7 separate regions of the Mus musculus genome follow, and regions 1, 2, 3, 5, 6 and 7 are each linked to region 4. The links are chromatin contacts, called in public HiChIP or PLAC-seq and promoter capture Hi-C maps. All regions are on one chromosome and are shown on one strand. The core of a region is the stretch at or near the end of the contact, and the rest is flanking DNA. Distances in the headings are between cores, read along the strand shown. Region 1 holds the start of Clybl (citrate lyase beta like). Region 2 overlaps Tm9sf2 (transmembrane 9 superfamily member 2). Region 3 holds the start of Timm8a2 (translocase of inner mitochondrial membrane 8A2). Region 4 holds the start of Tmtc4 (transmembrane and tetratricopeptide repeat containing 4). Region 5 holds the start of A330035P11Rik (RIKEN cDNA A330035P11 gene). Region 6 overlaps Ubac2 (ubiquitin associated domain containing 2). Region 7 has its middle 29 kb from the start of Timm8a2.

Region 1 (4,113 bases), core at 935-3,434, 800 kb after region 4:
TCATGAGAGACATGAAGGAATTGTATATGCCTATTGTTAAAGAACCCAATCTAAAAAGACTATACACCGTATGGCTCAAATTCTTTGACACTCTAAATGAGATGGATCAGCAATAAAACTATATGTTACGTAGGCCTGACAACCTGACTTTCATCCCTGGAGCCCAGGGTGGAAGAAAATCAACTCCTGAAAATGATCCTCTGACCGCCACACATAAACTGCAGTATGTTCGTGCTAACATTCATACACACACACACACACACACTAAATAAAGTAAATGTAAAAACTAAATCGTCTGTTGGGTAGAGGGTACCTGGAAAGAATGCAGACCAAGAAAAGCACCAATTGTATACAAAAGGGCTTTGAAGAAAGAAAAGGGTGCTGACCTAAGCAACTCTAGGAATAAATGGAGCCCATGAGGCTGGAGGGAGTCTAAGCACTGTCTTCTAGTGGGTGGACATCTTCCCAATGGGTGTGGGCTAATAAATCATATGCTTGCTAGGACTGAACAATTAAGTGCCTGCGTGGTAGACAGCAGGAGCTTCCTTACAGTTGGGCCGGTGCTTTACTGACAAGCCTCAGGAAGAAGTTAGACTGCTCCCTGAGTGATGTGTTAGACCTGGAAGCGTCCTAAGGACTCATGTGTAGCTTGAGAAATAGCTACAGATGGTTCTATGTAGCAACTTTGATAGGTGTGTGTGTTCCCATCTATATTTCTTGGCTCTGTCAAGTGAGTTATGCTCCCTTCCTTGAAAGCGGAGTAATTCATATACATCCAGCATGGCCACAGAGAACTGCATGAATAACATGACAGTCTAGAGCTCAGGGCAAACGCTGGTGGGTCAGAAACAGGGATCAGGATTTCTGGTCTTGAATGGCCCCTGCGTGCTCAGCAATGGTTCAGACACTCTGAAAATAAGCAAGGAGCCTCCAGAAGTAGCCTACTGGTCCCAGACAGCACTTACATCCTCTGGTGGGTTTACTAGGACCACACTAGCACAATTGGCTCACTAAAGCCAAGTACCTGCCCTTGATAGAGATGATGCATGGTATGGGGGGCAGGGTGGTGGTGATAAAAAGGAGTTTACACTAAGCTCCAAGCCTATTAGAAGTGGTGACTGTGTGCGGTCAGGACTGGTCCTTTCACACTTCAGAAACGGAATCTCTGGGCTGGCCCAGGACCCCTCCCTTACCACCACTCAGGTTCCAGGAGTGATTTTCCTCCAGCCAGGGTGCAAGGCCACAGATGAGAAAATGAGGTGCCTAAGACCATATGGGTCCTGTCATGGGTCTGGGGTAAATCATGAAGCACAACACAAAAGATGTAAAAAACGCTAAACTGTGAACTCTGGCTCCATCGCTCCGTGGGACTTTGAGACAGTCTCTGATCCTGTTTCCTCACAATAGGCAAGACACCTTAAAGGAGAACTCAGGACACGTGCAGTTAACAGATAGGCAAGTGTCATGAGGGAGGGTCACTGTTTGTGACAATCTACAGTTCCTTTACCAACTAGTATTGCTATGTAGGCCAGGCTGGCCTCAAACTTGCTATGTAGATTAAGTGTAGCCTTTAACCTGCGTCCTCCTGCCTCCACTCCCCAAGTCATGGAATTCTTTTCAAATATCTACTCCAAAGCTGATGACGTAAGACTTAAAGTCTCTTGTTAAACCAAAGAAAACTTCAAAATATATGCTCTTTTCACCTAAAAAAAATTCAGTGTTTTTCATGAGCAGATTTTGGCAAAAGCTTTTTGGAACCCTCAGTCATTCTTGGTTGGGTAAGTGGGTCCAGAGAACAACATTTGGGAACCACTGTGCTTCACATAGGTGGGGTGAGCGTCTCAGCTACTCCAGAGCGCCCCTAAGTTAGCGCGGTACATGCCAGATGCTGACAGCCCTGCCAACCCAGTAACGTTTGTACCCATTGCCCGGGTCCACGCAAAGCCCTCCCACTGGGAGGCAGCAGCCGCAGCGACCTTGGCAGAGGTCAAGGACCGGAGGCACAGAGGTATCGGGCTAGAGTGCCCATGCAGGCTCCAGAGACCACTCTGGCTACCGCCTTCGCCGCGTGGCGGGGACAGAGAACCTGAACTCACAGCCTGGGCAGCGCCGCCGCTCCACGAACCGTGTTCCGCAGCACGCACAACGCCATCTTCCCGACTGGCCCGCCTACGCCCCGCCCTCGCCCCGCCTAGCTGGATTCGGCCACGCCCGCCCTACCAGGCTTAGCCCGGCCCCCCGCTTGCCACAGCCCAGGCCAGTCCAGCCAGACTCAGCCCCACCTTGCTTCTGCTGGCGAGGCCCCATGCAACGCTTCTCTTTCCAAAACCACGCCCGCCCTCGTTAGCCACTCCAATCCTCTGCGAGCCCTGCGCGGCTCTGCGCGGAGGCTTTGGTGACCCAATGCTCCGCCCGCTTCTGAAACGAGTTAGAGAAACTTGGGTTTTCTCTGGCAGAGAAGATTTAGGTTTCCGAGGGGCTTTTTTGCTGTTTTTATTATCAACGTGCCCCTAACACAGTCGGTGAGCCTGCGATGGTGCATAAGCTAAAAGTGGTCAAAGCAAATGGGCTCTACCTGAAAAGGTGCAGGCTTGGGACCCACACAGGCCCCTTCCCAATGCCTGCGGGTCTCCGGAAACTGAGAGAAGCTGCCATCGGTCGTCTTTCCTAATCCAGTGGTGCCCTACCTAGTGTCTGGTCCTTTCCACTCTCCACCCTCCACCATTCCTCTGTCTTCTACCTCTGCAGTTTTGATTTTGGTGGTCACTACGTTCCGTTTGTTCTGAATTGACACTCAAAGTCGTTGTCGGAAGCTGGATTAAAAAATAGACCCCAGACGGGCGTGGTGGCTCACGCCTTTAATCCCAGCACTTGGGAGGCAGGAGAATTTCTGCGTTCGAAGCCAGCCTGGTCTACAGAGTGAGTTCCAGGACAGCCAGGGCTACACAGAGAAACCCTGTCCCGAAAAACAAAAACAAAAGACCCCAGAAGTCCTTTGTAGCCAGAGTGGCAGCACAGATGCCGAATATCTGCAAGACTGAGTTATCGCTTAGTTTATGATACCAACAGGGCAGACTGTTCAAACCCTCTGTGAGGCCCCCTCACACCCACCCGGACCTCTCCTGCCTGCACCCAGTGAGGACCATCCCACTTTCCTGTCTCCACTGCGGGCCCCAGTCTGTTCCGCCAAAATGGAGCCTGAGACAAAGCAGTATCAGGAACACCCATTCCATCTCTAATTTACACATCTATATCTTGTACTAAGAGACTGAGCAGGCAAGCTTTGTCTGTCTCCAGATACTAGATCACACTCTTTGTCCTGTTACACTTCTCTATGGCCATCCATCCACCAGTAAAAACACAGGTCTGGGGGTTTGAGTTTTTAAAACTTTTGTTGTTGTTGTTGTTGTTGTTGTTGTTTGAGACAGGGTTTCTCTGTATAGCCCTGGCTGTCCTGGAACTCACTGTGTAGACCAGGCTGGCCTTGAACTCAGAAATCTGCCTGCCTCTGCCTCCCAAGTACTTGGATTAAAGGTGTGTGCCACCACCGCCCGGCCTTGAGTTTTTATTTATCAATAAAAGTCACGTAAGGCGTCAGTTACATGCACAAAAGAGTTATTGCAAGTTTTGCACCTGAGGGGGTCAGAGGGATTGAGGGGAGGTAGTGGGGGAAGACGGGTTGGGAGGGTGAAAGACTTCAGGGCAAAGTAGAGCAGGCATAAAACTTCAGGGATCTGAGAACCTCCTGGGCCCAGGTTTAAGTGGCCTAAATGCCTTTTTTAATAATATACTCGGGAGTAGAATTTAGGGCCTCAGCCAGGCAGGCAGGAGCTCTATCTACCACTGAGCTACACCCTGGCCCTAAGTGGCTGAAATCTTGGCATTGTTTCACAAATACATTTGTCCTAGATAGAAGTGAGTTATATTTTCACCACATGGCCTTGTAATTATCGTGAAAACTCAATTAACCTTCATTGTTTGTCTTATACTATCTAGCTTTGTATTGGTTCTACAGAACACCTCCTAGGATTCGCCCGCTGAAAATATCTGATCAACCTCACTGTTTGCTGTAACATTTAAATAACTTTCCAGTGGGAAAGGGCAGACCCATTA
Region 2 (4,368 bases), core at 892-3,391, 820 kb after region 4:
AACAGTGGTGTAGGTCCATAAATACTTCTGTGTGTCTTACAGTGTTAACACTCAGTCTATGTTTGTTAACACTATTGCGAAGGCTTTTTCTAAATTCCTAAATCAAAGAACTCATGAGCACATATAGTTCGGTATGGCTGGGGTGCCACAGGGGTCAGCTGTAGCACAGGGTGCGCACACTTGAGGCCTGTTCTGTAGCAGATGTGATGTGAGGAACAGGTGATGAGCCAGCTGGCTGCTGATGTCCTAGGAGGTGCCACACAGGTCCCAGTGGTAGAGGTTGCTAAGAAGAGACCCAAGTTTAGGTTTGAGGCACAGACCTCATTGACTGCCTGGAGAGGTGTCCTGGTGCCCTGAAGTTCCAGCTCAGAGGACGCAGCTGAGGGGATCCCTCTGCAGATGGAGAAGCTAGGATGAGGCAGGTCTGAGGGATGAAGTCCACCTGTGTACAAACTGAGCTTGAGAGCTATGAGGCCCATTCAAGGCTGTCTAAGGAGCGGTGGCTGCAGCTGGAGATGGATGAAATGGTTATGGGGGTGAAACTGGGTCAAGCAAAAGAGACAGAACAGGGGAGGACATCAACACTCACCAGGCAAATACTGTCTCCAAAACACCACAGTCATCAGGACATGACGGGGGCTAGGCCATGTCTGCAGCATCTCCTTGGGATTCTGGGCGGTGTAAGACTTAACACACGGGCAGAGAAGGACCGTTAGCTGGGATTCAGGGGGCACTGGAGACCTCGGCAGTACTTCCAGCAGAATACTAAGGATGTAACAAGATGAGATCGCAGAGGGAAGGAGGAAAAGAAGAGAAAGAGTGGATCAGAGTGCTTTTGTGCTGTTTTTCAAGACAAGCAGAAAAGTAGGCGTTACTGGCTATTCCTGGTTGTCAACTTGACTATATCTGGAATGAACGACAATCCAGAACTAGAGGGCTCACCTGTGATCCAGATCTTGAGACCGGAAGACACGTTTCTGACCTGGATCTTGGCATGAAGATCTTGAGGCATCATGACCATGAAAAGCTTAAGCCCAGGGAAGGTAGTACACGCCTTTAGTCCCAGGAGACTGAGGCAAGGAGATATCTTGTTTGTCAGCCTAGGACAAAACAAGTCCCAGATCCAGGCATGATGGTACACACCTTTAATCTGGGCTACACCTTCTGCTTGAGACCTCCATAAGGACGTTGGAAGAAGGAAGGTTTGCTCTTTGCTTGCATTTACTTGCCAGGACATCTATTAGAATCCACTTCTACGGAAGACCAGCTGAAACAACTAGCCTCATGGAACTGACCAACTACTAGATCCTTGGACTTCCCGTTCACAGCTGACCATTGTTGGGGTGGTTGGACTACAGACTGTAAGTCATCATAACAAGCTCCCTTAATACAGAGAAAGTCCGCCGGGCGTGGTGGCACACGCCTTTAATCCAGCACTTGAGAGGCAGAGGCAGGCGGATTTCTGAGTTCGAGGCCAGCCTGGTCTACAAAGTGAGTTCCAGGACAGTCAGGGATACAGAGAAACCCTGTCTTGAAAAACCAAAAATATAAAAAAAGTAAATAAATAAAAAAAATACAGAGACATTCCATAAGTTCTGTAGCTCTAGCCCTAATACAGTAGGCATATTTCAAAACAGCAAGGAAAAGCATTGAAGACAAAGAAAACAATGAGGGACAAGGAAGAGTCTCTGAGAGACAGCAGACAGCCTGAAAGATTTGGCAAACTTCACGCAATGCTGGGCATGAAGATGGACTGCAAAGATTCACAACAGTGCTCAGACAGCCACACAAAATGGCTACATTAGAGAAGACCTAGGGAGAAAAAAAGGAATGCGGCAAGCATACCAGCAGGAACACCCCTCACTCAGCTGTCCCCAGGTCCTTACAAATGTGTGGTTCTCTTCACAAAAGCTTTTAGACAGGATAACTCAGGGGCTCCCACCACCCAGAAAGGGTCTACAAGTAATGTGGGTTCACTAGCACGGTCACCAGGTCCTTAGAGGGAGATCTTCAGCTCACCCCTGCAGTCAGCTTTCCCCACTGCCCTTCATTAGTTCCTTGCCATCTTCTCTTCACAAAGATCCCTCAGTGGTTTGGGAGGGTAGAGAGGACTATATATGATGCAACCTCATATTCTGGTCTTGATCTCACAGGAATCCTTTTGTTTCAACTCCCCAATGGCTGGGTCAAGCATGATTGACCATGCCTGCCCTTCTTCCCCACCCCCAAATTATTTTATGTACATTGGTGTTTTGACTGCATGTATGTCTGTGTGAGGGTGTTAGATCCCCTGGAACTGGAGTTTACTGATAGTGGTTGCTGGGAATTGAAACTGAGTCCTCTGGAAGAGCAGCCAGTGCTTTTTACCATGGAGCCAGCTCTCCAGCACCACCAACCCTCTAACTTTTTTAAAGGTTTATATTTATCTGTTTATGCGCATGAGTGCAGGTGTCTGCAGAGGCCAGAGGAAGGATCTACAACAGGTGGTTGTGAGCCATCTCTTCTCCTTCAAATTTTCTTGCAATACTTTTACGAGTTAAACATTTGTAATCTGAAAACCTAAACTCCAAATTGTATGTGTGTATGTGTGTAGTGTGTGTGTGTGTATGCTAGGAACCTAAACGAGGGCCTCAGTGCATGTTGGGCAAGCACTCCACCATTAAGCTCCCCACAACCCCCAACTCAGAACTTCAAACTTTTACAACACTTACATTCTGTTCCCAAGCACTCTAGACAGAGGATACTAGACCTATGTATTTCATTTCTTTCCTCGAGTGTGTGTGTGGAATGTGGCTGGTTTATAAAGAACAAAGGAAGACCAAAACAGCTAGTCAACTGTATTGAATCCTGATTGTTCACTGTAGCAAAGCTGAAGCAAACTTTGCACCAATTAAGATCAACCTGGCTTCTGAATGGAGAGCTTGCAGATCAGGCCAGGTTTGGTCAACTGGCCTATTCAAAGGTACCAGTTACAGTGCAAAGAAGAGAGCAGTACTGAGAACTTTTAAGTACACTAAAGCTTCTCTGAGCCTCAAAACCAACAGGCTGCTTGGTTGTGAAACAGGGTCTCAATATACATATTGTACATTAGTAACCCTGACCAGCCTGTCTCCAGTGTTCTGTGCCTCACTTTCCCAGGCTGGGATTCAAATGTGCACCTGGCCCAACTGTTGTGGAAAATCTCTTCAATGTGAGGTAATCTTAGCTCAGTTTAAAGTACGTGTCTGATCTTTTCTTGTAAGCAGGTGAAAGTGAAGCCATCAATAAAAGGTGTTTTGATGAAGATCTGTCTGACACCACTGTCATCTGTCAGCTTTCCATATGAACTGGTTCAAACTTGCCAGATGTAAGAAAGTTATTAGTGAGCTCCTAATCTAGGACAAGAATTATTTGTGAAACCCACTGCAATCATGAGGTAACAAATGCTAATGTGCAGACCAGAGAGCCTAACTCATGCTGTGTGCAAGGACAGGGTTGAGTCTGTAATCCAGGGGGGCCTCCAATTCACTGTGCAGCCCAGAGGGACACACATCATCCTTACGCCTCACCTTCCAAATTAGAGGTATTACAAAGGTGTGCTCCTATACCCTGCTGACTTAAAAAATTACTACACTTTGGAACGTAAGTCTACAGTGTAAATTTTTAATAGTAACAATATAAGGCCTGCATTTAAGTTCTAAATGTGTCATTTATCTGACCAGACAGGCATGACTACAATTTTTATCATTCCTTCAGAGTGAAAATTCAGACTTGACAAAGCCCGACAGTTTCACTTAAGTGGAAACAGAAAGTGTGTATCCACAGTATTCAATATCATCCAATAAAATAGTATAGTGGCCAACACATTTGTATTCACAGAGTTTTCTTCAATATGCAGGGAGTGATACAATGAAGACATTTTTACAATATTTATTAAGATAACAAATTTATAAATTCAAAGACTCAGAGGCACATAGTTTAAAAGGCCAATACCATGGGAATAATGAAGTCAACACAGAAAAGTAAGAAGATATGAACAATTATAACCAATACAAGATTTTTAAAAGCCACATTCCCCCCAATGAACATGTCATAGGAATCATCCTTCAAAATTACCATGATAAAAAGTTATTTCCTTCAAAGAAAAATAATTCTTTCCACCTACCGAGTCTAGAAAATCCTATTTACAATCAACTGTCCAGTCTTTCATCAGTATTATGGCCTCCTATAATCTGCCATTAGAAGTATTGAAAAGTTTATAGCTATCGTATTTACAAATGCACATAATATTTAAATCTGCTCTTCACTGAGAACAACTGAATATATACTTAATCCAATCACAATACAAATGCTTTAGTGTTGAAACACATCTTGTAGGTGCAGGTGCAT
Region 3 (3,778 bases), core at 1,211-3,710, 950 kb after region 4:
AGATCTCTAGAGGGCACCTGAAAGTTTGGAAGACTTGTATCTGTATAAATGTATTATAATTATAATAATTATTATTATTATGTATTCCAAATGGAATGAGATTCCTGGAATCAGATACATCTTGAAAGCTTCAGTCATAATTGTGACGATAAATTCTTTGGATTTTTACAGAAACAGCCAAGTCAGTTATGGCGAAACACGCCCATGTTCCCAGTGGTCAGGATACTGAGACAGAGGATCTGCTCCAAGTTCAAGGTCAATTTGATCTAGATGGTGAATTCCAGGCCAGTCAGGCAGCTACACTGCAAGCAAGATCCTGTCTTTTAAAGAAGTTGTCCATAGCGAAGCTCAATTTATTCTGATCCCTTCTCCCTCCCTCTTCCTCTCTCTATCTCTATCTTTCTATCTCTATCTCTATTTTTCTATCTCTATCTCCCTTCTCTCCATCCCTTCTGCCCACCCCCCTTTACCTACAAGCCCAACAGGTTGTGTCTTCCAAGAAAAGGTTGTGGAGAGAATGAAAAGAATTCTGAAAGCTAAAGTTTTGCTTTAGGGGTATGTTTTATTCTTCAAACCTCATAGATAGAAAAAAAATCAATCAAAATAACCTAATAAGTGGATCCTATAATAATAAGCACCAGGCATGCCCTCCCTGAAACCATACAAATCTTCGTATCTCTTAAGGCACATTTTGAAACTTTTTGCACCTTGCTATATAGACAGAGTACATTAAGTTCTTCTTAGGCCAGTCTAGTAGTGAGAATTAAGTTCATCGGCATCGGCGAATTCCTTTATAAAAAGGGCCCACAAGGGTCAGGCTGCCTGTTCTACCTGGAGAGCACACTGTAGGATAGATACCTACTAAGTCATGGGGGAAGGAAAGAATGTACCGAAGGTACTGTATGAACATCCCATGGATCTTATTCCCAGCCCTGGACACCACTAGATAAAGAGCCTCAGTCAAATAACAAATTATTCTCCCCCAGCTGTTTCCTCCACTCCTGCCTCCTCTCCCCCCACCTTTCCTTCTCTCATAAGTTGCCAGTCATAACTGTTGTGGGTTTGTATATGCTTGGCTCAGGGAGTGGTACTATGAGAAGGTGTGGCCTTGCTGGAGGAAGTAATGTGGGCGTGGGCTTTGAGACCTTTCTCCTAGCTGCCTGGAAGCCAGTCTTCTCCTGTTTGCCCTCAGAACAAGATGTAGAACTCTTAGCTCCTACAGAGCCATGCCTTCCTAGGTGCTGCCATGCTTCCTGCCATGTTGATAATGGACAGAACCTCAGAACCAATAAGCCATCCCCAGTTAAATGTCCTTAAGAGTTGCCTTGGTCATGGTGTCTCTTTACAGCAATGGAAACCCTAAGACAACTGTAATGTTAATTTTGATTTCTTAAGAAATTCTTATGAAGTACCCTATCTCACTATGTAGCCCAGACTGGCCTCAAACTTGCAGTCTATCTGCCTTCTAGTGCTCGGATTAAAGGCATGTGTCATTAAGCTCAGCTTCACCTAATAAGCTCTACTATAATATCTAGAATGAACTCACACAAAAAGAGATTTATTGTGTGGTTCCAAATTACAGAAAGCAGTTCCACTATCAATATCAAACTAGCAGTTAAGGGGACCTTGTGGGGAGCTGAGCTCCACATATACCTAATGCAGCTCTTATTCATCTGTCAATCACTTTCACAACATTACCTTAAAACACAACCCACAGGCTCAGAGATGCCTAGAGCACTTCCTGCTCCAGGAATCTGAAGCCCTCTTCTGGCGTCCATGGACACTGCACTCACAGTGGCATAAATTCATACAGACATACACAGATATACACACACATCTTTAACTTTAGCACTCAGGAGGCAGGAGCAGGCAAATGCAGAATTCCTGACTAGTTTTGTTTGCAGAGTAAGTTGCAGGCTGGCCAGGGCTACATGGTGACATTCTATCTAAAAAACGAAAGAAATAAACGACCATCCACATCTCAAACCCCCATGACCCTCAACCCCACAAACATTGAAAAAAAAAAGTAATTAATCTTTCCTAATTCTTAGATGATAAGACACCCCTCCATGTTGTTCTCATCACCATCCCCTCCTCAAAGCTGTCCATTTCCCCACCTACCTCCCTTTTCCAAAGCGGGGGAAACGCTGAGATCAGTCGGAAAGTCTTTCTGAGAAGAGTGGTCTCGCCTTCTGGGTCTGCTCCAGTCGATTCAAGATGAACTGGCTCGTATCAATGAAGCGCTCGACGCAGTTCACCAAGCAGAGCTCCGCCCGGCCATCCAGCCTGGGCCCGGGCTTGTCCATGCACTTCTCCCAGCAGAGCTCTGTCATGTGGTGGATGAGCAACTGCACCCTCTGCTTCTGCACCTCTGCCTCCATGAACCGCTGCAGCTGCGGGTCTGAAGATCCCAGGCTGGTCCCCCGGGAAGACCAGGCGGACTCCATGACAGCGAGCCAGGGACCGGAAGTGCCCCACCCACCAGGCGTCCTGCTAGAGAACGAGAACCGGAAGTGTCATGGCTGCCTCAGGCCCACCTAGGAAGCTTGGCCCTTTTAGTCTGCAGGCTGCTCTGCCTGGCTCCGCTTACCTTAGTAAAGATTTTTAAAGGAAATCTTAAATTAGCACTGTTAGACTCCGTAAGGCTTTCCAAATCGTTCATGAACAAGCTGATGGCAGTCAAACTCAGGCTGAATGAAGAAGACAATGGACCAAGGAAGCAATGCTTACCTTTGGTTCATCCTAAACCCATCGGCTTACATTTCCCAAGATAAAATTTGACAGACATTTCGAAGATACAGAGGATCTACAGACCATTCTCAGAAAGCGTTTCTGACTGATGCCCTCATTTGCCAAAGCCATACAAGGTGGTGCTCAATTCTATTTGGTCCTAATTTTTACCAGGTCCTAATAGATGGCTAAGTCTCCCTCCATTTTCAACCCTCGACAGTCATCATCCCTACCTTGACTAGAATATTACATCGGGTTCTGTTTGCAACATTCCAGATTAAGGGAGAAGTGGGAGAAAAATACGTGACCCAATGAACGGACACCATGAACCCATTTGTATGACTTCAGCCTCCTGCACACCTGTTGCTACCCACACATTTACTTGGTCCTGGCCTTCTAACTCCTCTTTCCTGTGGGGCATAACCACTGAAAATATGCCTTTTTAGGGATGTGAGATCTTCAGCTCTTTAACCTTTAAGAAGATTTTGGTTAAAAATGGGAAATAAAGAAGGATTGAAAATGTCACAATGTTGGGAACAAGCAAAAGAAACTCATTCTAAGTACTACCATTTCATTTCCAGACTCCATTTAAGCACAGGGAGAAACTAAATTCAAGGTCCAGGGCCCCAGGGGGAGCTGGGGACTTCTCTATAGCTGAACTGCTTCTGTTGTAAATAGTTGTCTGAGTCCTGGTATCTCAGATACAACTTGTAAGGAGACTTTTGTCTGAGACCAGTTATCTCAAGGACAACTCCATCTTGCTGACAGGGTCAAACAAGTTCATATTCTCAGGCCTGGGAACGAACACATATCCTACTTCTCCAAATATTTTCTTAATTGTCTTTTAACTGGTAAAGAATATAGAAACTGATGTTATCTAAACCAAGGTGCATAAGTTTTATACCCCAACTAACTACATGCAGCTGGCCCACTCCTTTACCCCGTTATCACTCTGAGCTCAGGACCTAATGTCTAGGAGAATGCATTAAAGACCTTGAAGCCAGGTACTCTGGATACAGTCCAGTCTCCAATGGGAGACTTGCTTAAC
Region 4 (4,221 bases), core at 1,287-3,786:
TTGGTCTAAAATGTCCTAAAACCCAAAATTGATAACCACTCCCCAAGCTGTAAACAAATCAGCTTCAGTCCAAGATGTAAAAATTGATGATTTATAAGGCTTTAAAGTATTTTAAATTCTCTATTAAACATTAATTTCAAATCTAATGTTTACTTAACTTGTACATGTAGTAGTGTGGAGGGTATGGCCTATGGGGCTGAAAGGCACTTGGCAATTAGGATGTCTACATAAATTTGTCTTTCAAATATGTTTTGTTTACTCATACAAACATTCATTATAATACCATGCTAATATAATATCACGCTTAGACATATCATGGAGCAGGAGCAGTTGTTTGGGCAGAAACACCATGTACAGGGACGGATTCACAGGGAAATCTTCTCATAGGCTTGATCTTCATCCTCCATGAAGTCCTTCAACTGTGGCAGGCTGGGGATGGCACTGAAGGAGATCCTAGGAGGTCCTTGTGAGCATAGGCCAGGAGCCATCACAGGTAGGCCTGTGTGGGCCCAGTGACACACAGTGCCAGAAGTTCAATGGTCACTGAGGCCAGGGCCATACACAGTCTCAAGTCTTCTTGCTGATGGGAATCCACACTGAGGTTAGAGAAGCCTTGTCTCTGGAGCAGGACAGTTTGATCCTAGAGTAGAGACCACTCCCAATCTTTCAATTTATGTATTACTTCATTAGATGGTAGATTTGTGCTATCAGGGTTCACAGATTGTGACTAGTTGACCAGCATAGGAAGTGTCTACCTTGGGGAGTATTTCATTAGCTTAGTAAAACCTGTCCTGGACTTGACTTGTATTCAAGCTGCCAGGTGGCCAGCCTGGAGCTTGTAATTGTGGCCTGGCTCCTATCAGAGCTGCCTGGTGGCCAGTTTCTTTTTGCTTGTTTGTTTGCTTGCTTTTTTTGTTTGTTTGTTTTTGTTGTTGTTGGTTTTTAGAGATATTGATTTCTCTGTATAGCCCTGGCCGTCCTGGAACTCACTTTGTAAACCAGGCTGGCTTCGAACTCAGAAATCCGCCTGCCTCTTGGTGGGCAATTTCTATCTCACATACATTGCATTATTGCAAGTCGCACAAAATTGTTACTAAGTTACACAATTTCTTTAAACTTATATTCCTAACAATCAGTCAGTTGGTGGAGGAGGCATATAAAGGTAGAGGCACTTATAAATCAGGACCTTGACCATTCATTAGATGCCAGGACTAAAGCCGACTTTGGTTTGTGATACTCTGGCTGTCACAGACCACCAGAAGGAAGGCAGAGAAAGCATGACGGATGTCTTACTATTTGAGATGTGGTGGCATATACAAGGGGAGAAGCTAAGTGGGGAACTAGATAAATAGGTTTGAACTCCGAGAAAGCAAGGAAAAGAAGTGTAAATCTGAAATGTATTGATTGGAGTGTTGGCAGCAGATTAAATCATACAGGGAAATTTGTGGAGTAGGAGAAAAGGATGAGGCTTTTAAAACTCTTAGCGATCATTCAGGGCAGGCAAGCCAGTCAAATAGACTTGGGGGTGGGGTGGGGGAGGGGGACAGGAGAGAGAAAAGGCAATAGGCATAAAGAAGAGGGCATTTTAAGGAGGAGGAAATTGTGAGATGAGGTAGCATTGGGAAGCAAAATGTCCTCTGGCCTTAGTAAGGGCAGAAGACAGCAGAGGTGACTGGCAAATGCAGTTTCCCTGAATGAAAGCCAAATGAATGAAGTTGGAAACAGCTGTGGTTGGGGGTGGAGGTGGGGGTGGGGGAGGGGAGAAGCACTCTGCTTCAGCGATGAAGGGCAGCGAAAGGCAGGGTGACACATAGAGCAGAGGAAAGCTTGGAAGTCACTTGGTGCTGAGGATGCGGACTCCACTCCAAAGAGGGAGACAGATCAGAGACTGATGCTTTGAGGAGGGTCGGAGGTCATTGAGGTTTGAGGTCTGTAAGTCTGGTAGTGGAAAGTACAAAGGTTTTTTCTCTTGAAGGTGGCAGCACAAATAAGTACTAGGAGTGGAAACTGAGTGGGTGACCTTCCCATCAGGAGGGAGGTGTAGCACCTAGTGGTCGTGACTGTATGGCACTGCTCCAAAGGAGGCGCAGTCCTGAGGTTGCACGGCCTTAGGAGGAGGAAGTCACTTCCCGTTTCAAAGGGAGAAAGTGGGGACATTTCTTCAACAACTTCAGACAGAAAGAAGCGTGGAGTTGAGATTTTCTGCAGGGATTCCACAGCCCTCGGCGGAACGTGCGAGACAAGCCAGGAATAGGCTTAGAACGCACGGATCCGCAGGGAACAGCGGCCAGGCCCGGGAACCGCCGCTGCTGCTTCGCGTCCCAGCTGCGCTTTCTCTTCCCAGCAAAGCCTGTCTGCCCCTGCGCCTCCTTCGTGGCGAGCGCTCTGTTCCGACGTCACTCCGACACGGACCAATAAGCGGAAGAGGAGAGCGTGAGTGATGGAAAGGGCAACCGATGGTCCCGCGGCGGGAGGCGGGACTAGACGGGAGCGGGCAGCCGCGAGTGGGAAGCGGCGCGGCGGGGGGCGGGACGCGGCGGGGTGGGAGTGGGAGGGCAGCCCCTCCCCTGGCGGCGGCGGGCTGGGGAGCCGCCGGAGTTTAAGCACGCGGGAGGGGAGATGAGATCGCGGCTCGTGCTCCTTGCAGGTAAAGCGCGGGGCGGCCCGCTGAGGGCCGAGCGCAGCTGCAGGGCGCTCGGAGTTGGGCGCGGGCTCCCGGGCTCTCAGCTGAGCCGCCAGCCCTGCGCTGGGGCCCGGGGGCGGCGCCCGAGCTCTGCACCTCTACTAGAGTTAGCTCCGACACTCGAGCTGCCTCCCGCGGACGCCGCCCCGGGCGGTCTGCGCCTGGGTAGAAGCCGCACCCCGGACAAAGAGCGCGCGGTAAGGGTGCGCGCCCCGAGCTCAAGCTCCGGCACTGCCCTGCTACGGCCGAGGTCGCCGAGCCAGACCCTTGCCTGCTACTGTCTGACCCAGCCGTGCAACAGCTTTGTAACCCGGGAGTCCACCGGGTGCAGCGGCCACCTGGCCGCGGGGTCCCCGCGCCTGGTCGCCAGCTGGCCAAGGCACGGGCGACGGCTGGACACAGCCGGGTAGCTTGGCCGCCCGCCCAGGGTTACACGGAGAGCCACCCAGCAGAGCCAGGAGTGCCAGTTACTCTACGCTCAACTGTGGAGCAAAGCTGGTACCACTGGCCTGGGAGCCTGGAACGGCTGCCAGGAGTTGGGGGAGCCAAGCAGGTGGTGTAGCAACCGCCTCACCTCCTGCGAACTCCACGGGGAGTCTGGGTTGTTGATGTTGTGACTGTGGGCTGTTTGTGTTTTCTTTCTTTTTATAACTACACACAAAAGAAAGGAGGAGTTAGAGGACAGATATCTCCACTGAATCATCCACACTTTGCTCTCTCCCCGTGAACAGATGGATGGGGAGAATTATAGTAAGGATTGACTGGAACCATTTTTGCCCCTTGTACCTGCATCCCCCGAAAGCTGTGCACTATAGGTGGAACTGGGGCAAAGTGAGGTATGCTCGCCCACCTGGGTGGGAAAATGGTTACATGCTAGCAAAGTGGAAACTTTCTGAGGCAGAAATTCTGAATGTGAAACCTCAGATGGGCAGCCACTTCTTGAATTAGGAAGATGGGTCACAACAGGATTCACCTTACTCTGCTTTTGGCCCATCACTACAGAGGATGGCTGGCTCCTTTGCCTCTAGCACAATGTGTGCTAGCTCTCTCTGCATCGTGCCAGATACGGGTGGTCAGAAACTATCACATTATTTAATCTGATTTCTAGAGGCAAGGTTGCCCTCCATCCTGAAGGGCAACTGGCCCTGGATGCATTGCCCTTAATGTAAAGGACAAGAGGCTCTCCATGCCTGTGGAAGAGTCTCCAGTTAGGTGGCTGCAGCCGGTTCCCCGTTTTCCCGGGGTGAATCAATTAGGTTGGGTCACTCTGCCTCATTGCAGCCAGGGCTGCTGTGACCATTGTTATCGGAAGCTTACAGTTCACAGCTCAGTGCCATTTAGCCTCTGGGGAGATATTGTTTGAGGTCTTTTTGACCTTTTGATTATTGACAGATGAATATATTTTAACCCCCTATAAAACCGAGGCTTAATATTAAGAGTTTGAGTATTGGGGATGGAGACTACTGGTTTGTTCCACATTGAACCTCTCTAAGGAGCCAGTTCAGAGAGTTCAGGAGACACCAGAACACAAGCTTTGT
Region 5 (3,897 bases), core at 122-2,621, 880 kb after region 4:
AAAATGCCATGAAAACTTTAATAGCCTCCCTAATACTCTAAAACAACCTCAAAATTCACAACTGTGGTATAGCTAAGAGTCATAAAATAAACACCAGCTTAAAATTTTAGTAAATAAAAAGTGTAAACGTTTTCTTAACCATTATTTGAAGTATTAAAATTAACGGTTTCTGAGAGGCCCTGGATCCTCCAAATGGTTAAGTTTTAGTAACTTTACGAAATAATGGTGTATTGTGATGCTCTACACCTGATACCTAAAAGCTGCTTTCAGCTGGTAAACTGAAAAACGTGTGGGCGGATGGCCTACGAAACCAACATTTTCAAGGCAGGTTCTTTCTCCCGCTCTCTGCTGCTTTTTAAGTGTTTAAAGCCATCGCGGAGAAACCCATTTGGGGGTCTCTTAAAAATTTTATAGCTTAAAAAAAAATTTAAAGGCCAGGGACTAAACTTAACTACAACTAGTCTTTATTAACGCGGTTTTCAAGGAGGGTTAGAATGCGTCACAATCCACAGGTTAAATGATCAACTAGTATTCTTGAAGTTCGGTATCAAAGTCCTAGAGAGAATAAGCCGTCATGACCAGGAGTTCTAGGAAAGTGCAATAAAACAGTGAGCTACGAAATTAAGTTACTGGAAGTTGTCGCTCGGCTGGGAGCGCCCCGTGTGGGCATCGGGTCACCGCGTACCTGCGTGCAGGCCAGTCCAAGGGCGCTCCGCAAGCCGCCGGGGTCCGGGCAAAGCGCCCCGAGCTGCAGCGACGAGCCCGCGGGGACCACCCGGGGTCCGCAGGCCCCCGTCCCGTCGCGGCTCGAAATGCGACCCCACCCACAGCTACGCCCCTTCCCGCTCCTTGACCCCGCTCCTAGACCCCGCTCCCACCGCGGCGCGCAGCCCGACAGGCCTCCCCCACCTTGCACTCGTTGCTCTTCTCTTCGGCGCAGAAGTTGACCGGCGCCAGGCCGGGCAGGTAGAAGGCGCTTCCCGGGCGCGGGCCTGGGACCGTCCCTAGCAGGAGCAGCGACAGCAGCAGCAACCTGGAGCCTTGCGCTGGCGGCGACGCTGGCGGCCTGGAGCTCATGCCGGCGGCTGTGAGAGGCGAGCGGCCGAGCCGAGGGGGACGGCGAGGAAGGAGGGGTCCGGGGCGCTCGGAGATCACCTCAAGGCCCGAGCGCAGAGAAGGCCGGCCCGCAACGGCTAGTTCCGGTTACGCTAGGAGACACCGCGGGCCCCGCGACAGAAACCGAAGCGGGCCTCCACGGAGCATGCGCGGGGCCGCACGCACATGCTCAGTGCCGGCGCCGCAAGCGCAGCGGGCTCTTTCCGGGCGGGGCGGCCAAGAGATCCGCGTTCCGGGATCTGGGTGACTTCCGCCTGCGCGCTTCCGGCACCCACAGTCGGGTTCCAGGTTCCACCGTGGCGCTCCAGAGCGCCGCGCTTCTCGGGCGCACCTCTTCTCTGCCCTCTGTCACCTCATACCCGTCAGTCCGCTCAGGACTGATGAACCAAGTACTTTCTGATGGAGACCGAGTTGGTCGATGAGGCAGAGCTCAGGGGTTACCTAGTTGGGGCCAGGGTAAGGGAACAAATGGAAAGAGCGGTTCGTAAATCTTTAAACAGCTCTTAGAGGTTATTTGCAAGAATAATTCCTAAGCATCGGAAATGCTGGGACATTCTTGTGTGGGAGAAGTGTGCACACAACAAACATATCTTTCAGAAAGTCGAAATGAGATAGATGAGAGAGGGTAGTAAATATAAAGTAGCAATGGCAGGTTGCAATGAAGATACCGGGGCTTAGTTAAGCAAAGCAGTCGTGTTAAGGAAGACTATTACGGCATTATTACTCTTCGACAAGGTGCATAGCTTTTCCCATTGATAATGGGAAATGGTTATGTCTCTGTGTTAGTGCGCAAGCATTATGCTCAAGGAGGAGAAAAGTTTAGCATAAAAAGCCCATGGAGTTTTAGACTTCAACCGAATTCTTCCCCAAGTGCATCATCTTAGAATATAAAACACAGTCCTGGATGACTGTAACCCCCAAATTCAAGAAAAGGCAAATTCAGAAAATAGGTAAATTCAAAAAAGTTTGTAGTCTCATGCTATTAAATTTTTTCTGTGTGCTCATATATTGCTCCCTTCCCCAAAGTTTACAACTAACCAGATTTTCAATGGCTCTAGCACCTACAGAAAGAACTACTGACATACCTAAAAAGAGCTTTAACATCAAAGGTAATTTGTACTGGCTGAGCGTCCTGGCTTTGGAACATTGTGATCTAGCGATGTGCCTCTGGGCATGGGTTCATCACTGGAGAAATGAAAGTTAGAAGAGAAGACAAGGGTGCTCACCCTCTCAAAGAGTGGTAAAGATTAAGTTAAAAAATACTATATCACAAAAAAATAGGTGATATAGTAGTTGTCCCAGGCGGTCCTGACCACTTTTATAACAAAAGGAGGCGTGTCCATCAGCGCACACCATCTCAAATACATGCACATACTGAACTTTGGGCTAAGTCAAGACAACGCCCTTTGTCGAAAAAGGAAGCAGCTGTCTCCAAATATAAAGAGGTAGGATTAACACCCCCCACACACCTTACCTATTTTTCTGATAATACCAAACTAGACCTTCACTGCCGTAGCTCCCGCTCCAACCTTGCCATTACTACTTTTTTCTACCTGTGACAATCTCACTGTCCATAGCTGGCATGCTGCTCGCTGTGCCACTGAGTTCTTTTGGTGGTCTCTAGGCTCCTACCTACCACGCTAGGCCACTCTGTAGGTCTCCCCAGCTTCTACTTGTGCTAAGAGGGATAATGTAGAATGTAGGTGTCCCCCATTTCCACCGCTGCTCCTCGGTGTCTACCAATTTCGGAAACGATCGTGTTTATTGTTCACTGTCTCACTTCCCAGGGCTGCAGGGGCCTGGTCTCTGCATCTTCCAACTCTACAGCAGGGCCTGGAGAGACGAAGGCGAAGCAAACTAGAAGTGCTCGCTCGGCCCTGGTCGCCGGAGGACACAGGTTCTAGACCTGAATTTAGGGTCGCAGACTTGCGGTGCTAACGCCTGAGGGTTCCCAGGGTTTCCCGCTCGCTTTCACAGACCACCACAAGCTTAAGACCGAGAATCACTTCCCAGGATGGCCTGGGATACTCAGTGATGAACCCACGGTGACCTGGTGCTTCCTGCCCCGAGACCTGACAGCCTCAACACTCTGGGTAAAGTAAATTAAAAACCCGGACAACTGGAGTCTTTGAGAATGAAAACGACATCGGGATTCCAGACAGCTGACTCGCTCAGAGCTCCAACTGGGTGTACGCACGGCGAGTAAAGCCAACTCCTACAACGACACGTCACCGTGCTGGGCCGCTTCTTGGCTGGTGGGCGGGGCGACCCCTACTTCCGGATCCGGCCTCTTCTGGGTAACGCCTCACCTGCGGTTCCCTAGGTTACCTGATGGCGGGAGGGGGCGGGGTGGGCGGGGGCGGGGCGAAGCTTTCCAACTCTGGGTAGCCAGCTCCTGGTTGGTGAGGCTCTTCCCGACTAGATTAAAGGGAAAAACGCAACTTTTTTCAGACTACTGATAACTCTGACTGGAGCAAAACCTGAGGAATATGTTTTTTTTCTATGTTCCACACGGCATTTGACAATTCGGAGAAGCTGAGGAAAGAGAGGGCTTTTTTGTTTGTTTTTTTTTCCAACAGGGTAGAGAAACCTGGCTGTCCTGGAACTCACGCTGTAGACCAGGATGGCCTCGAACTCAGTAATCCACCTGCCTCTGCCTCCCAAGTGCTGGGATTAAAGGCGTGCGCCACCACTGCCCAGCGAAAAGGGCTTCTTTGGTTTGGTTTGATTTTTGTTTTGTTTTTTTTGTTAACCATGGATATGGATGACGAAAACGGTCAG
Region 6 (4,197 bases), core at 1,364-3,863, 1.0 Mb after region 4:
AACACTGTCAACTGAGTTTCATCCTCAGCCTGAGACAGGTTTTTCTTGAATGCCATGTTTTGTTGGAAAAAATATTTTAAAATTAGAGTATGAGCAGGGAAAGGAGTTGGGTTCTAGAGCACCAGCTGACATCCACAAAGCACTGGGTGGCTTTGGGTAAGAGTTGTCTTCCTGAGGACCTGAGTTCAACTCCCAGCACTGTCACAGGGCTGCTCAAAGCCACCTGGCAGCCCCACTCCAAAGGTTGACACCCTCATCAGGTCTCTGCGGGCAATTGTGCTCACATGTGCATGCACCGGAACACTAATGCACCCAAACACGCACACACACAATCTTAGAATCAAGGCCACATCCTAGGATCTGCATCGCTACAGACCAGAACTAACCAGGGTCAATGAGGTCTTCTGAGGTAGGAAGTCCAAACATCAAGGTGAGGTCCAGCAGCACAGATCACGGCTTAGATAGCAGATGACTAGATAAGGCAGAAGGGAGCACACACCCCACACTGCAGGGGCAGGCAGATCTAGGATGGAGCACTCAGCTAGGAGGCCAGGAGTCCTGTTTAGGAAACAGGACATGGGAGCAAACAACCAGATACACTTGGGTCCACATCTGTGGAATATCTAGGCCAAGAACCCAGGGTATGGCCCTACATTATAGCTGGAAGCCCCCATATGGTCACAATGGAAGGTATCTCTTCAAAAGTCTGAGAACATAAAACAGGAAATTGTTTCCTTTAAGGCCACTAAAAACATGACTATCAACTGCACACTTACAGGTTTTTCATACCATTAACCCTTTTAGGAAGGGAGTCAAAAAGTAAGGCTCAAGGGCAAATAAAGAATTTAATTTACTGGCTGGGAAACATCAGTACTCTGGGTTAGAGTTAACCTCACCTGCCCGCGGGTCACTCTTGGTGAGAGTTAACCTCACCTCCCCACTGGTCACTCTTGGTTAGAGTTAACCTCACCTATCCACTGGTCAATCTTGGTGAGAGTTAACCTCACCTGCCCTTTGGCTCTTCTTGGTTAAAAGTTAACCTCACCTGCCCACTGGTCCTGCTTACATCGGGCCTCAAACCTTGACAAGCAAAGGCAAGGAACCCTGACCTGGCAATGACACCCAGGTGCTGAGCCCTCTCTCCAGCCAACAGAGACTGTAAGAGACCCAGGAAAGCAGCATCCCAGGGTCCCTGTGGACTACAGTCCTACATTCAGGAACCTTACTGTTCAACAAGAACAACAGTTACAGAGGCTGCTTTCCCAGGAGAACGGAAGAGCATCTACAGAAGAGCATCTACACGACACAACAAGCCTAGGAACACACGTGTCCCTGCATCTGAGCTGCAGCACAAAAGCTCCGAGACAGCAGACCCACTGAAGACTCATTCCTTCATCCAAAATATGTCCCAACTACTCTTATGAACCAGATACTAGTATCTGGACTCTAGATACTAGAGCATGGTACGGAGGACTGCAGAAAACTGCCCCTGCCCTGATGGAGCCTCCTAGTCCCTGCATGCTATGAAGCCAATGAGAGCCAGTGAGACTGTGAAGTCAATGAGAGGTTCGTTGAGCACCCCAAGAATGTGTTTGTAAATCAGGGATCCTCAGAGTTATCTGTCATGTGACTAAGTTAAAAAAGATCACTGTTTTCATGACACACACAGTCATGTCACTGTCTTTCAGGTTCTCAGATTCCAGGTCCAGCAGACAAGATCTGCACGGGTCGATGGTAGTAGACACATGGAGGAGAGCATGTTTAAGGGTAGCCTGTGCTAAGCATGTGTTTCAGGCTAGTCTGGGTAACATAGTGAGATCCTGTTTCCAAAAAATAAAAAAAAATCTCTAAGATCAAAGCAGTAGCAGCATGTGTCCACTTGCCCCAGCCTCCCCATGACCTGCCTCCCTGTGTGACCTGCCTCCCTATGTGACCTGAACCTGCTGCCACTACCAAACAGATTAGGTGGTTTCTCTATGTAGGTTCAGGCATCTGGGGTCAGCTGGGATCAGCAGGATCAGGGTACAGAAAGCCCCCTGTGGGGGTTTCCTCAGAGCCTTTGGTGGTCCTGATTCTCCATGTGGACCTTTGAAGGCTAAGCAACCTTACAGATTTAGCCAGTCTTGATTTCTCTTAGGGCCTCCAAAGACCTGTTAAATACGGGAGTCTACACTTGATCTTAGCCAAAAGGCCGAGAAGCAATTAAATATGGGAGTCTAAATTCCCAAAGTTTAACTAAAGGCCTTGAGCAAGCCATGAGTTATTTGCCCTGCGACCCTGCACCCATTTGGTCAGTCTATAGGAGATATTTGTGGAAAAGATTACACAGGAAAAAGAGGGAAACTCGAAGAGCAGAAGAAGGCACACCCATGCAGGAGACCTACACAGCGCCAGTTATCGTCAAACAGGACATTATCGCCACAGGTCGTGGGTCAGTCCCAGAATTCACTCCCACTTCCACCCTGTGGTTTTAAGACAATAATTTATTATTGGTTTTGGTCCTCAAAGGTAAATTGCGTGAAGAAGAGACAGGAAAATCAGAGCCTGCAAAGACGACACCTGACTCCTTTGAGGCAGCTCCTCTTCTCTTGTTTCCTCTCCTTTGTTAAGTACACCAACTGAGAGCTACAATCTTGTACCATCTGAAGTGTTAGTTTGAAAAGCTTTGAAGAGCCTAACTGTCCACAGAAAACAACCCAAACTCGAACCACATTCATAGTTCGATATAATCTGGCTTCCATGTACATTTCTAGCCTACAGTGGGTAAGACAGATTCTTTTTCACACTAAGATTGTTTGATTGCAAGATAAAGTCTGCTGTGTTGTAGACAGCAAGTAACAAAGGCAGAAAACAGATACAGTGAGGAGCACACTGCCTCTCTCTCTCTCTCTCTCTCTCTCTCTCTCTCTCTCTCTCTCTCACACACACACACACACACACACAGAGCGAGTGGAGGCACTGGGTAATTTGCTCTTAAATAGCTTGGAAAAGAACTAATGATAAAGATTTGAACCATGGCTGAGTTGGAGCAGGGTTTTGGGAACCACAGCTCATCCTAGTGTGGATGACTCATTACTGTGATTCATGAAACTGCAGGAAATGCAGAAGTGCTGGGACAGAGACAGCCACAAAGCTCTCAGCAGAACCCCAAGAAGAACTTCAAGGCCAATGTGTAAGCAGCATTTGCTTTAGGAGAATAAAATATTAATGTGTAAGGAGACTGGGAGAATTATGAATATACACAATGGCCTCAATTTTTCAGTCTTCCACAAAAGTAATTCAGAAGATCTACAGCCAGAGGAGTTCACTAAAAATCTCCAAGCCCATGGAGCTGGAGCACAGGATGGTGGAAATGATCCGCAGCGCAAGCTAGCTGGCCAGAGTAGCCAAAGTGGCAAGACCTAGATGTAACTGAGAGACCCTGCCTCCATTTGTGATGAGAGCAATCTAGGAAGACGTCCAGCAGAAGCTTGGTCCTCCACACACATGTGTACCCTGACAAGTAAGCATAAACAAATTAAAAACACGAAGATGTGTACACACGTGACAATTTTAAATACCAAAGACAACTGAAATACCCCACGTATGCTAAGCCTCACTTGCATCCTTCATAGCAACTCTTATTTAAACAGAACTATGAAAGGAGGAAAGAACCAACACCAAACAACAACAAAACCCAGAAAAACAAAAACAAACAAAACCCAATGGAACAGGAGTAATCTCAAAGCAGGAGGCCCAGCCAAACCCCTCTGGGTGCAGGCATTCTCCTCATGGCCTACTGAATGGACCCAAACAACAGTTCTTCTCAGCTCCCCTTGGCTCCTGGTAAGCTAGCAATGCCTTTCCCTCCATCCACACCCATCACTGTGACCAGCCGACAGAGGGTGGTGCTCAGGTGGTAAGAGAGCATCCTGGTGTCAACCTGTCCTTCTAATCACTGGATATTCTAGGACTATGTATTCAGAAACATGGGTACTCATGTAAGAACAAACAACACAAAAGAGATAAAACTGTTAACACTAAAAAAAAAAAAAATAATAAAATAAAAAATCAATTTATAATGAACTAAACTCAAAGCAAAGTTAGCAGCTTTCCTGGAAAGTACAAGTGGTTTCTGGTTTCTAGGACTGCAAGTAACAAACACATTTACATTTTACACCAGCACTTCTCGACCTTTCTAATGCTGCAGTCCTCAAT
Region 7 (4,311 bases), core at 263-2,762, 920 kb after region 4:
ACATGCCCAACTACTGAGCTACTGCACCCCAACTCTAGGCTATTCTTACTCGTGTGTGTGTGTGTGTGTGTGTGTGTGTGTGTGTGTGAGTGTGTGTGTTTTCAGATACACTTGCTTGGGATTCACTAGACGCCAACTGTCCTCTGTCGCTCTCCACTGTACTTCCTGACCCGGGGTCTCTCACTGAACCTGGAGCTCACTGCTTCAGCTACACTGGCAGGTGAGGCCCTGGGATCAGTCTTTTCCCTCCTCCAGTGCTGGGGTCCAGGCACCAGGCACTCACTGCACATGGCTTGGGCAGCAAGCACTTTACCCACGGAACCACTGCCCCAGCTCTGTTCTTTGTGTATCTGCACACTGCCCACTGTTCTACAGAACTTAGAAATTACAGGTAGCTCCAGCTAGAGGATATTTTGGTTTAAAACAACTTCAGTACCAAATGCTCATGCGATCACTGGGGAAAATGGTAGGAAATATTTAGTTCAACAAGTAAACAGGATAGCAGGCTTGAAGATGATTCCACATTTTGATCACAGTGCATTCTAAGAGTAACCTGAATTGAGAGAGGACGTTTCTGTATCTGTGCCTGAGTGAAACGCAGTAGAAGAGGTTGAAGTACCAGTCTTTGCACAGGTCCTCTGGTGCCCTCTTCTGATCAGATGTGGTACTGAAGCCCAGGCTGAAGTGGGTGGGCCCCTTGGGGTTTTGTAAGGGTCCCCCTCCCAAAAGGCCACACTTCTGTTAAACCTTCTGCAAGCAGACTAAGGACTTGGTCAGAACCTCATGACTGTGAGGAGATGAAATGTTGCAAAGTTATCTTGGGCTAGCTTTGGCCCCTGTAGTTGCTACTCATTGCAGATCTGTCTGACATAACACTCTTGTGACCTTCCAGTGTAGCCTTTGGGATGCATGAACAGACCACAAGCCTACATTGTCCCTAAGGTTGAGAATGTGACAGAGCATGCAGCGCTCCCTTCAGCATGGTGAGACCCACAGCAGACATGTCCCCATTTTGCTGTAACACAGGTAAACATGCCTCCACCAATGGATTTGGAAGAGCTTTAGGGGTTTTTCCTGTACTTATAAGAACATGCCATGTATGAACAGTATTTGGGGCAACTTGAATCCATCTTCACAGGCCTTAGTCATGCATTTTGCCTTCAGAATTAACTACTTCTTATTCCCTTTGAGGTGAGAACTGTACTGTGTGTGGATAGAGTTCTGGTAAAGCCAGCGGGACATTTCCTTGGAATAATGTTTGTAAATGCCTAAAGTAAAGCAAAGAGTGGATGAATTACTGTATGGAAATACAGAGACACTAGCACTGGAGTGCAGAATAAACGTGTTTGTGATTTAATAACTTATTAAACAATTAGTAAATTATAATTTCAAAGTTATGAGACATTAAACATAAAAAAGGAGAAATGTTCAGATCTCTATAGCAATGGCAATCTGTATGTAAACACCTGTGGTTTTTGCCAGCGGAAAAGCAGTAGAGGATGTGTTGAGGAAGTTCTCACAGCTGCCAATAACAATACACCACAAACAGGGTGGCTTAAAGTGAGATTTTCATGCTCCTGCTCGCCTGGGAGATGAAGTTCTAAACTCTAGGTGTAGTCAGGACCATGCTCTCTCCAGGGCTCCTGTTTCATCCAGCTTCCGGTGAGCCTGGGATTTCCATGGCTCATGGCTAGACTACTCCATCTTTGCTTCTGTCTTCATGGACTTGTCTATATAGCTTTCATTATGACACGGGACATCCTGAACGGTACCCAGGGAACAGCTATTTCAAGGCAATAAGCATTCACTGTGGTCACTGTGTCCTGCTGTGATCAGAGAGGATGCCCTCGCTGCTGAGCAGGATCCAGACAGCATTGTCAGGTAGCATGGTGCTTTGTGCGATCAACCCCAGGCTTCTAGCATTCCAGAGATCAAGGCAAAGCAGAGACATTTAGATAGGAAGAGTATCTTGTACTGAGGCTTGTAGAACTTGGTTTGGGTCTAGGATGTTGGGAGAATGAGAACCATCAAGACAAATATCAGATGTCAGGAACAGAATAAGATGAAATAAAACCCCAGAAAGATGTTTGATACATAGCTTAAAAGTTGCACTATTTTATTAAGTACACACACACAGAGCCACCTTGGCCATTGTAACATAAGCTAGGGTCATATGAAGAAGAGAACCTCGGTGGGAAAATGCTTCCACAATACTGGCCCATAGGCAACCCTAGGCATTTTCTTGAGTAGTGATTGATGTCGGAAGGCCCAGTCCACAGTGGACAGTGCCACCTTCAGCAGGCAGTCCAGAGATGTCTACGAAAGCAGGCTGAGCCCGTCATGAGGAGGGAGCCAGAGAGCAGCATTTCTTCAGTTCGTGCTTCTAGGTTCCGGCCCTACTCAGTGACTATAAAGTGCAAGATGAAATAAACCTTTTCCTCTCCAGGTTGGGTTGGGTCAGAATTTTTATCACAACAACTTCTCAAGAGGCACACACCACAGTGCTTTACTTTTGACGTAGGTGTTTGAGATTTGAATTTCAATTTTGGATGGCAAGTGAACCTTACTTACTCACTGAGCCACCTGTCCAGCCTGAAGAATTAAAAAAAAATTTTTTTTTTACTTTTTTGTTTTATGTGTATGACTTTTGGCTGTGTGTACATGGGCGCATCGTATGCATGACTGGTGCCAACAGAGGGCAGGAGAGGGCATCGGATCCCAGGAACTAGAGTCATGGGTAGTCGTGAACTGCTGTACCAATATGGAGAATGGTGCTCAGGACCCCTGGGTGAACAGCAAAGGGCTCTTAAGTGCTGACCTATCTCTCTCTCCAGCACTAACACTTCCCCCACCCCTGGTGGAGGCGGGGATTGACTTTTAGAGACAGGATCTCACTGTGTACCACTGACTGGCCTAGGACTTGTTCTGTAGGCCAGGCTGTCCTCAAATCAAAACCACCTGCTTCTGCCTCCTGAGTGCTGGGATTAAAGGGATGTTATTCTACCACCACTGTGCTCAGCTCTGGGTGATCTTTACTAACTTATTTTTGATGTGTAAGAGTTTCTCTGGTGGTGGCTACATGGCAGGCACATAGCCCAGGATGTCTTTGCCTGAATCCCCAGCTTCATATGTCACTGGATTCTTGCAGTTGCAATGCTGCCAAAGTCCTTCACTCATGTTATGGACCAGACAGATCCTGCAGTCTATTTGAAGTGTTTGGATCAGCTGTGATCCCGGCTGTGATATCCCAGTGATGAATGAACGTGGTGTCTTGTCAGGAGGCATTTCCTGACAGTTTAGTTCTGTTTATTTTTTGGTGGTGATCTAAGAAAATGGCCAGGTCTGGTGGCTCAGGTCTGTACTCTCAGCTACTCAGGAAGCTGAGGCAGGAGGATCACAAATTCAGTGCCCGCCTAGGGTACAGAGTAAGTTCAAGACTAGCCTGGGCAGCTGAGAGAGCAGTGTGCCCTCAGTTGGCTCTCTCTGTGGGAGCCCCAGTGTGTCCCTGGACTGGCTTTCTCCATGGGAGCCCTGGGCTTCTGCAGGGTCTGCCCTGGGCTGTCAAAGGTCACCATCTCTACTGTGTCACTACTTCAGTCTCTCAAATGGAGGATCCTTTTCATTCCACTGCTCTAAGTTGAGCCAGTGAAGTACTGTACCATTAAGCTATACCCCAGTAGACTTCATTAACTAAAAATAATTTTCTTTGCAAAGAATCCACACAGAGCTCGCTTTAGAGAAATACTGTTGTTGTTGCCTCGTGGGGTCAGTGGCTAAGAGCAAGGGATTAGCCCTGTAGTGAAGTTCTGGCCTGTTTCCTAAGCTGTGTGACTCATCCTGAGAAACAGCTTTCTAGTCTATATATGGAAATTCATCCAATGAAGTTCTTAGAGTATTTTTTTTTAAGATTTTAAATTTATTTTAGCTGGGTGGCGGCGGCACGTGCCTTTGACCTAAGCACTCAGGAGGCAGACATTGGCAGATCTCTGCGTTTGAGGCCCACCTGGTCTACAGGGTTCCAAGAGTGCCAAGGTTACACAGAGAAACCCTGTCTTGAAAAAAAAATAAATTTATTTTTTATTTTATGTATATGAGTGTTTTGTCTGCATGTGTCAAGTGTGTGCAGTACCGGTGTGTAGCACACATATGTGTACTGTATAGACATAGGTGTGAGGGCCCCAAAACAGGCCTTGGATCCTCTGAACTGTAGTTACAGATGGTTATGAACTGCTGGCTGGGTGCTTGCAACCAAATCCTAGTCATTTACAATACAGAAAGTTGTCTTAGCTGCTCAGCCTGTTGTAACTGATT

What was found. Promoter capture Hi-C pulls out the DNA fragments that hold promoters and counts their contacts. HiChIP or PLAC-seq counts read pairs in DNA pulled down with a chosen protein or histone mark. Capture Hi-C pulls out chosen DNA fragments and counts their contacts.
Region 1: a contact with region 4 is called in a promoter capture Hi-C map of neural stem cells. The contact joins the promoter of Clybl here to the promoter of Tmtc4 in region 4. A contact is called at or near these places in 13 of 39 promoter capture datasets (the 3T3-L1 cell line, 3T3-L1-derived adipocytes, the C10 cell line and 9 more), 6 of 484 Hi-C or Micro-C datasets (the G1E-ER4 cell line, embryonic stem cells, muscle stem cells and 3 more), 9 of 115 datasets of contacts at active chromatin or transcription factors (bone marrow-derived macrophages, embryonic forebrain, embryonic midbrain and 4 more) and 3 of 9 other capture datasets (adipose tissue, liver and pancreatic islet).
Region 2: a contact with region 4 is called in an H3K4me3 HiChIP or PLAC-seq map of the 230-238 cell line, with 10 times the contacts expected there. The contact joins the enhancer-like site here to the promoter of Tmtc4 in region 4. A contact is called at or near these places in 3 of 39 promoter capture datasets (the C10 cell line, hippocampal neurons and pre-B cells), 2 of 484 Hi-C or Micro-C datasets (pre-B cells and rod photoreceptor), 9 of 115 datasets of contacts at active chromatin or transcription factors (the 230-238 cell line, bone marrow-derived macrophages, differentiating embryonic stem cells and 5 more) and 2 of 9 other capture datasets (adipose tissue and liver).
Region 3: a promoter capture Hi-C map of stem cell-derived epiblast-like cells shows a contact between it and region 4, with 3 times the contacts expected there. The contact joins the promoter of Timm8a2 here to the promoter of Tmtc4 in region 4. A contact is called at or near these places in 2 of 39 promoter capture datasets (embryonic stem cells and stem cell-derived epiblast-like cells).
Region 5: a promoter capture Hi-C map of adipose tissue shows a contact between it and region 4, with 5 times the contacts expected there. The contact joins the promoter of A330035P11Rik here to the promoter of Tmtc4 in region 4. A contact is called at or near these places in 12 of 39 promoter capture datasets (3T3-L1-derived adipocytes, cranial neural crest, embryonic stem cells and 7 more), 8 of 484 Hi-C or Micro-C datasets (cardiomyocytes, embryonic stem cells, granulocyte-monocyte progenitors and 4 more), 10 of 115 datasets of contacts at active chromatin or transcription factors (the SCID.adh cell line, astrocytes, bone marrow-derived macrophages and 7 more) and 3 of 9 other capture datasets (adipose tissue, embryonic stem cells and liver).
Region 6: an H3K4me3 HiChIP or PLAC-seq map of bone marrow-derived macrophages shows a contact between it and region 4, with 6 times the contacts expected there. The contact joins the enhancer-like site here to the promoter of Tmtc4 in region 4. A contact is called at or near these places in 4 of 39 promoter capture datasets (3T3-L1-derived adipocytes, hippocampal neurons, liver and 1 more), 1 of 115 datasets of contacts at active chromatin or transcription factors (bone marrow-derived macrophages) and 1 of 9 other capture datasets (adipose tissue).
Region 7: an H3K27ac HiChIP or PLAC-seq map of thymic regulatory T cells shows a contact between it and region 4, with 4 times the contacts expected there. The contact joins the enhancer-like site here to the promoter of Tmtc4 in region 4. A contact is called at or near these places in 1 of 39 promoter capture datasets (pre-B cells), 1 of 15 datasets of contacts at CTCF or cohesin (large pre-B cells), 1 of 484 Hi-C or Micro-C datasets (CD8 T cells), 5 of 115 datasets of contacts at active chromatin or transcription factors (embryonic forebrain, embryonic stem cells, large pre-B cells and 2 more) and 1 of 9 other capture datasets (adipose tissue).

The regions. Positions count from the first base shown.
Region 1 is chr14:122,179,765-122,183,877 of GRCm38.p6, reverse strand. It overlaps Clybl (citrate lyase beta like), which reads right to left and starts at 2,184. Exons shown (of 8, transcript NM_029556.3): 1 at 2,097-2,184. The coding sequence starts at 2,152.
Region 2 is chr14:122,158,859-122,163,226 of GRCm38.p6, reverse strand. It overlaps Tm9sf2 (transmembrane 9 superfamily member 2), which reads right to left. Exons shown (of 17, transcript NM_080556.3): 17 at 3,624-4,368. Among named protein-coding and RNA genes, the nearest start is that of Clybl, 21 kb to the left of the region's middle. Within about 2 kb of position 2,141, at least 13 of the 459 cell types and tissues checked have an H3K27ac peak or open chromatin away from gene starts, as enhancers often do. A contact at or near this core is called in the 230-238 cell line, where this site is marked.
Region 3 is chr14:122,033,356-122,037,133 of GRCm38.p6, reverse strand. It overlaps Timm8a2 (translocase of inner mitochondrial membrane 8A2), which reads right to left and starts at 2,460. Exons shown (of 2, transcript NM_001037744.1): 1 at 2,122-2,460. The coding sequence starts at 2,447. The coding sequence ends at 2,154.
Region 4 is chr14:122,981,598-122,985,818 of GRCm38.p6, reverse strand. It overlaps Tmtc4 (transmembrane and tetratricopeptide repeat containing 4), which reads left to right and starts at 2,536. Exons shown (of 18, transcript NM_028651.3): 1 at 2,536-2,647.
Region 5 is chr14:122,104,448-122,108,344 of GRCm38.p6, reverse strand. A330035P11Rik (RIKEN cDNA A330035P11 gene) reads left to right here and starts at 1,371. Exons shown (of 4, transcript NR_015586.3): 1 at 1,371-2,561; 2 at 2,904-3,413. Tm9sf2 (transmembrane 9 superfamily member 2) reads right to left here and starts at 1,263. Exons shown (of 17, transcript NM_080556.3): 1 at 910-1,263. The coding sequence starts at 1,077.
Region 6 is chr14:121,986,372-121,990,568 of GRCm38.p6, reverse strand. All of the region lies in intron 6 of Ubac2 (ubiquitin associated domain containing 2), which reads right to left. Among named protein-coding and RNA genes, the nearest start is that of Gm33473, 6.0 kb to the left of the region's middle. Within about 2 kb of position 2,613, at least 85 of the 459 cell types and tissues checked have an H3K27ac peak or open chromatin away from gene starts, as enhancers often do. A contact at or near this core is called in adipose tissue, bone marrow-derived macrophages and liver, where this site is marked.
Region 7 is chr14:122,061,067-122,065,377 of GRCm38.p6, reverse strand. No RefSeq gene overlaps it. Among named protein-coding and RNA genes, the nearest start is that of Timm8a2, 29 kb to the right of the region's middle. Within about 2 kb of position 1,512, at least 71 of the 459 cell types and tissues checked have an H3K27ac peak or open chromatin away from gene starts, as enhancers often do. A contact at or near this core is called in CD8 T cells, memory CD8 T cells and thymic regulatory T cells, where this site is marked.